Linked DNA regions of Dromaius novaehollandiae: region 1 is linked to region 2. The links are chromatin contacts, called in public Hi-C maps. All regions are on one chromosome and are shown on one strand. The core of a region is the stretch at or near the end of the contact, and the rest is flanking DNA. Distances in the headings are between cores, read along the strand shown.

Region 1 (2,772 bases), core at 138-2,637, 150 kb after region 2:
ATCCAGCTGTGAGTCATGTGTGACAAGAGAAATTGGTCAGGTTCCCCTCAACTCATGCATTAGACTTTTCTTTTTTAATCTTGGAATAACAATCATTATTTTTGAGTAAACAAACGTGTGTAAAGTTTTATCATCTTCCACCATGCGTGTATTTTAGAAGAAAGCCATTTTAGACCCGGACTCTAGTCGTTATTTTCACTAGAGAGAAGCGCTTTCGTACACAGTGAGGGCTTTGGTCGAATCCCAAACCACACCTTTTCCACGTAATACAGTATATTGGAGTAAAAGTGAAAAACCCTTGTCTAACTGCACGTGGCCAAATTACCCCAACTTCTTCGTTTCTTTAGGGAGCTAACGTATAGTGGTTTTTTTCCCCCTTTGCTTTTCGGGGACGGCCTACATTCAGAAATGTCTTGCAAACAAGCCTTTAAAAAATCGAAGGAAAAAACAAACAAAAAACCCCCCACAACGGCTAATAAATAAAATACATTAAAATAAAGTTACAGCACATCATGTCTCCTAGGAGAAGTCCCGCGGCACCGACGGCTCCTTCCCACGGTTCACGAACAACGCGGCCGCGGCGCTGCTCGGCGCGGGGCGGCGGCGGCAGCGCGGAGCGGGAGCGGGGCCGGGGCCGGGGCCGGTGCCTAGGCGGAGCTGGAGGCGCTGCGGCGGCGCGGGGCCGGCGGCGGCGCCAGGAGCTGCTGCTGCTTGTGGCGGGTGGAGCGGACGGCGAGCACGGCCTGGCGGTTCTTGTACTGCACCATCTGCAGCGTGATCGCCGCGTTCCAGCCCTGCTCCTGCGCGCACCGAAAGTCGATCTCCTTGCCCTCGGCCATCACCACCGTGAAGTACACGTACTTGCCCTTGCGCTCCACGCAGTCCACCGTCTTCATGTTGGAGAAGTGCAGCTCCTTCATCTTGGCCGCCGGCTCGGTCGTCGTCGGCGGCTGCTGCTGCTGCTGCTGCGGCTGCTGCTGCGGCGGCGGCGGCTGCTGCTTGGGCGGGATGAGGAGCAGCCCCTCCTCGGTGAGGATGCAGCGCTTCTTCTTCCAGAGCTGCAGCAGCCCGTCGCTCCGCTTCTCCAGCACGCCCTCCTTCACCGCCTTGCAGCCGCTCTCCAGCATCCTGCCGGCACCGGCCGACGGCCTCGGCCCGCCGGGGCTGGCGTCGGGCGGCAGCCGGCACCAGCCGAGCACCCGCCGCCCCGCGCCGGCGCCGAGGCGGAGGGCGGGCAGCGCCCCGGCCCGCAGCGAGCGCAGCGGCGGCGTGGCGGGGCTGCGCGGCTCCGCCGGCTCTGCCGCCGCTTTTCCCTCCCCTCCGCTTTTGAGCGCGCCTCTCCCGCCCCCGCCTGACACCGGCGGAAAAGGCGGCCCCGCCGCCCGCGGGGAAGCCCGGCGCCGCCGCGCCCGCGGCCCCCGCCCGCGCTCCCCCTCCGCAGGGGCGAGCGCAAGGCAGCGGCGCTGCGCGGGGCGGTCGGCGCAGGCGGCCGCGGCCCCGGCCCGCAGGAGCCAAGGGCCCTTCCTGCCGTGCGCTCCTGCCGCGGCCACGTCCAGCAACGCCGGTGCCAGCTTGGAGCGACACCCCGATGCTGAGGCAGTCGTCGCTCCCTCGCACAGAGGAAGCGAAGCCGGACAGCCAGCCTCGGCCACGGCCTCCCCTGCTCCACGGCACCGCTCTGCACTTCGCTGGGGAAAATATATATATATATACACACACACATTTATGTATGTAGATTATTTTTTACTCTTCCCAGCAGAACGAGTGAGGTCAAAAGGAAGCAAGCATGTAGCTCACTTCCCAAAGGAAACCCTGAGAGCTTATTACTTGGAAATTTTAGAACTAGACTAGAAAAATCCCTAGCAAAAATCCAAACAGAAACAGCCAGAGTCATTTCTAATTATTCCGCCTTGTTGCTACACATGAGCTTATGGTTTGGATTCCCCCGCCCCAGGTTAGATAGCGTTTGGTTTAGGTCCTTTGAATTCGAGAAAAGTAGCCCAAGGTTATTATTAAACTATTTGTTTTAAAATCTTCCAGTGTATTAGATCTAAATCAAAAGCCCACAGAATTAAATTTGGCTGACAACGCCAATGTAAACCAAGTGCTGGAAATTTCACATTATGTTTGAGTACTACTTTTTTAAACATGTATTTTAGGTGGCTATAAGAAACAAACACCCCCTCACAATAATCTTGGCAGCCAGGAAGCAGGCTATGCTATGGTATAGCTCAGCAGGAACAAACCAGGAAAAAACCTCCAACATTGATGACTGCTTTAATGGAGCCCATCTCTGATAACACTAAAACATGTTTCCTCTTACATATCTTAAAAATTATAATCTTTTCCTCTTAAAATTAAAAAAAAAGATAAACTGTTGAGAGGTAAACAATTAAGGTAATAAAGGCAATCCATTTTCTCATTAACTTTTACCTTTAACCTGACTGGAAGACACTCAAATCGGTAATAAAGGCAGCTTACTAGCCACAAACTGAACTAAGGGTATTACTATCTTGAAAGTCCATTTGTCTAAAGAATAGTCCCTTCTCCTTAGAACTTAATAGGTAAGATACTGGTCATTCTCACAATAATTTTATGCCTATCTTAACAGAGTATTAGTGTTAGAAAGATCTGAATACCATTCACGATCGTTTCAAACACAGTTCACTCCAATTAAAATCTAGGTCCTTGGTGCAAATACCTGCATCTTCAGCTACTGAAGCATATTCAAGCAGCCTCACACATGGCTTGAATGGAATAAGAGGATCTCCT
Region 2 (3,216 bases), core at 385-2,884:
TACAGATGTGTTATCTAGAACAGTCTTCTCACTTCAGTTGACTCTACTGGCAAGTCCCACATTTTGAAAACTTAGTATAAGTATTTTGACATAGATAATCTGATACAAACTTCCATGACATGGTACAGACCTGTTCAAATGGAACACTTCTTGCTAGAAGTTTTATTAAATCTCTAGCCCTGATGATTGCATATGGATCAAAAGTCTTCTTAGTGGTAGTGACAGTCATGCTACCTTCAATTAGATCCAGTGTTGCACTCACATACTGCAATATTTGAAAAGAAATAGTGAATTAATCTCTAAATAAGAATCTCAGAATACCCCTTCAGTATTAAGAAGTTAGGAAACAGAACACTATATACTAAATGCAGATCCATTTTGAAGAAATCCTAAAATGACTTCCAGCTTAAGAAAATTCAAGAAAAACTGACTGAATATACACATCACAAGGCCTGAAACATTACCTCCCTCATCTCCTTCAATTTGAGTGCAATAAAGTTATCAGCTTCTGGATGACTAGATTCTTGCTACTGCAACAAGCTTCACTGAAAATTTAACAATCATAAGGAATTGTAGGTCTGGCTACACAGACTTCCACTGATATCAATGGGAATGAAAAATAACACTATGAATTCCAAATGTAAGCATATTATAAATATAAATACATGCAATAATGCAAAAGTGACCCACACTATTTTTACTAGCTTATGTACTACCTGTATGTCCCAAACAATAAAATATAACATTATAATTAGCAACTATTCATACATGTTCACTCAAGGCTTTCTGGACTAGCGGCCAGCATTCTTTCAGGTATGCTTCTCTATACTTCGGGAATAATGTTGCAAAACTGCTTTCTTCCAGAAGCCCTCTAGGATTATCTTCTCTTGTAAAGGCCGGCTCTTTCCATCCATCTGGGACTGTGAGAAGTTCAGATTCATCAACTGTCAAAAAAAACCCCAACATATTTAATTGCTTTTTGTCTTTCACTAGTGACTAATCTCCCTCCTCCCTGTTTAACTACAGAAGACTAGCAGAAAACAGGTACTCAGCCAGCTTCATTCAACACCCAGTTATCCACTTGTCCTGCCCTTGAAGAAATTATTGCTCTAAAGAGAGTTACTCAAAAGAGTTCCACAACTGACAGACATGGTATCATACGAGAATCAGGTACAACACTTTCAGACGAGCAATCAAAGTGCTTTGAGGAGGGGGGCACCACAGTAAAACCACCGCTGCCCACTTCCCGCACTGAATAACTACATCCAGCTCATCTCAAGCGACGCAGGCCCCAGGAAGCCGCCCGGCTTTCACGCGCTGCCCCGGACCCTTACAAAGCGGCTGCCGAGCTCCGAGATCTGCCGTGGCGGCTCCCTGGGGCCACCGCAGGGACCCGCGGCGAGGGCCCAGCACACGCCGGCTCCGCCGCGCCCGGCCCTCCGGCCAGGCCGCTGCCGCCCCGCACATCCGCCCCCACCTTTCGTCGCTTTCTTTTTGTGAAAGCGCTTCGGTGGCGCCACCGGCTGCTGCTGCTCCGCCGCCACCGCCACTGCGTCTGCTCCCCTCGGAGCCGCCATGCCAGTTGGCATCGGACCTTTCACCCGCCGCCGGAAGAGGGCGGTGGGGTGCATTGCATGCCGGGAACTGTAGTCCTCGGTGTGTGGCCGCGCTGCATGCCGGGATCTGCGGTCCCCGCTGGGAAGAGGGCCGCGCTGCATGCCGGGATCTGTAGTCCCCAGTGCGTGACCGCGCGCTGCATGCCGGGATCTGCGGTGCCCAGTGCATGGCCGCGCGCTGCATGCCGGGACCTGTAGTCTCGCCCGCGCCCCGCTGTGGGGCCGCGGAGGCAGCGGCGCGGGTGGCGGCCCGCGGCCTGGCGCCGGTGGCGGATCTGTCCCGCACCACCGCCCGTGGCCCCTCGCTGTAAAACTGAGGGGGTCCTCACAGCGGAGCGGATAGAAAGGGTCTTTTGGTGTGCTGTTTCAGCCCAGGGACGTGGGGCCGAGGCGTTGTCCTCGTCCCTGGCCAGGAAGGGCCTGGGGGGGAAACGGAGTGGAGCGGGGGTACCCCTGCGACGCCCCAGTTTTGTGTTTGCGGGCAGCAGATGCACAGCAAACTGATGAAGAACTCTTAAAAAAAAGAATAGATGACTGGAAGTAAAATGGAAATCTGTGTCACCCCCACTCTCCAAATATATTAACCATATATTAATACCAACCTTCATTTTGAAGATTGTTCGTTGGAAAACGCCACTAAAAATGAATGAGAAAAATGACCGTGAAATCCATGTGTTTTAGAAGGTCAAAACAGTAGGCAAACGTTTTCCATTAACAAAATTAAAAAAAGAAAAGCCCACAACTCTCGGAGACGTGATTGAGACAAGCCACATCGCGGCAGTGGGCAGGCGTTGGGCTGGAATGTGGCCAAGCGCGCTTAAGTTAATTAGCACTCCGGTTGGTCTCTGACATTTAATTATAAAGGCTAACCAAGCTTTATCTACCAGCAAAATGTTAGTGGGTGCGGGGACGCCTGTGGGACGCGGTGTCGCGCTTGGTGCAAAACTGATGTGCCGGACCTCACCTCACGGGCACGTGTGCTGCCTGCTCCGGCTGGGTAGGGCGGCTGTGTGTTGCTAAAATTGCACCTTTATTTGGTTTAAATGCATACCCGCGTGCGCACAGCACTTTCCTCTCAACAGTTAAATCTTGGGGGATATGGGTGAGGCTCAAGGGGATGCGTTTAGGAGGTGCGGACTCGCTGAAGCAGCTGAGCGATGGCTGCTAAGCCTCCAAAAGCCTTGGCGTTACAATTTGTATGCAGAGCAATACACGTTTCCCTATCGGGTTGTCCTTCCCCAAGAGCAGGAAGGTGAAAATAAAGTCAATGCAAATCAGCACAGGCGTTCTACTCTGTTTCCCAGGGATAAGCAATGCTGTTTTCCACTATTTCCACCATGGTCAACAGCCAGGTGCCAGGTATTTCAGGCCACACATCAGATTTACTTGCTATTTGTGAACACAAAAACCCCCATAGTTTTCCATTGTAATTACTTCATTCTAATGTGTGCCTGCACCTTGGTGACAGTGGTTCCTACTTCTAACAGAAAAATTAACCTTAAACTGGCTAGACTGGGTGAGTAGTCACGCTACCAGAGCACTCACCCAATTTCCCAGCATAGTTTTGTAGCCCCTTCTAAATTCTCTACCTACTCAAATT

Evidence for each region. A called contact is a pair of places that touch in the nucleus more often than the background predicts.
Region 1: a contact with region 2 is called in a Hi-C map of liver, with 12 times the contacts expected there. The contact joins the promoter of PHLDA1 here to the promoter of KRR1 in region 2. A contact is called at or near these places in 2 of 4 Hi-C or Micro-C datasets (brain and liver).

The regions. Positions count from the first base shown.
Region 1 is chr1:38,781,617-38,784,388 of bDroNov1.hap1, forward strand. PHLDA1 (pleckstrin homology like domain family A member 1) reads right to left here and starts at 1,388. Exons shown (of 1, transcript XM_064509259.1): 1 at 1-1,388. The coding sequence starts at 1,127. The coding sequence ends at 648.
Region 2 is chr1:38,632,249-38,635,464 of bDroNov1.hap1, forward strand. KRR1 (KRR1 small subunit processome component homolog) reads right to left here and starts at 1,635. Exons shown (of 10, transcript XM_026100418.2): 1 at 1,478-1,635; 2 at 769-944; 3 at 131-265. The coding sequence starts at 1,631.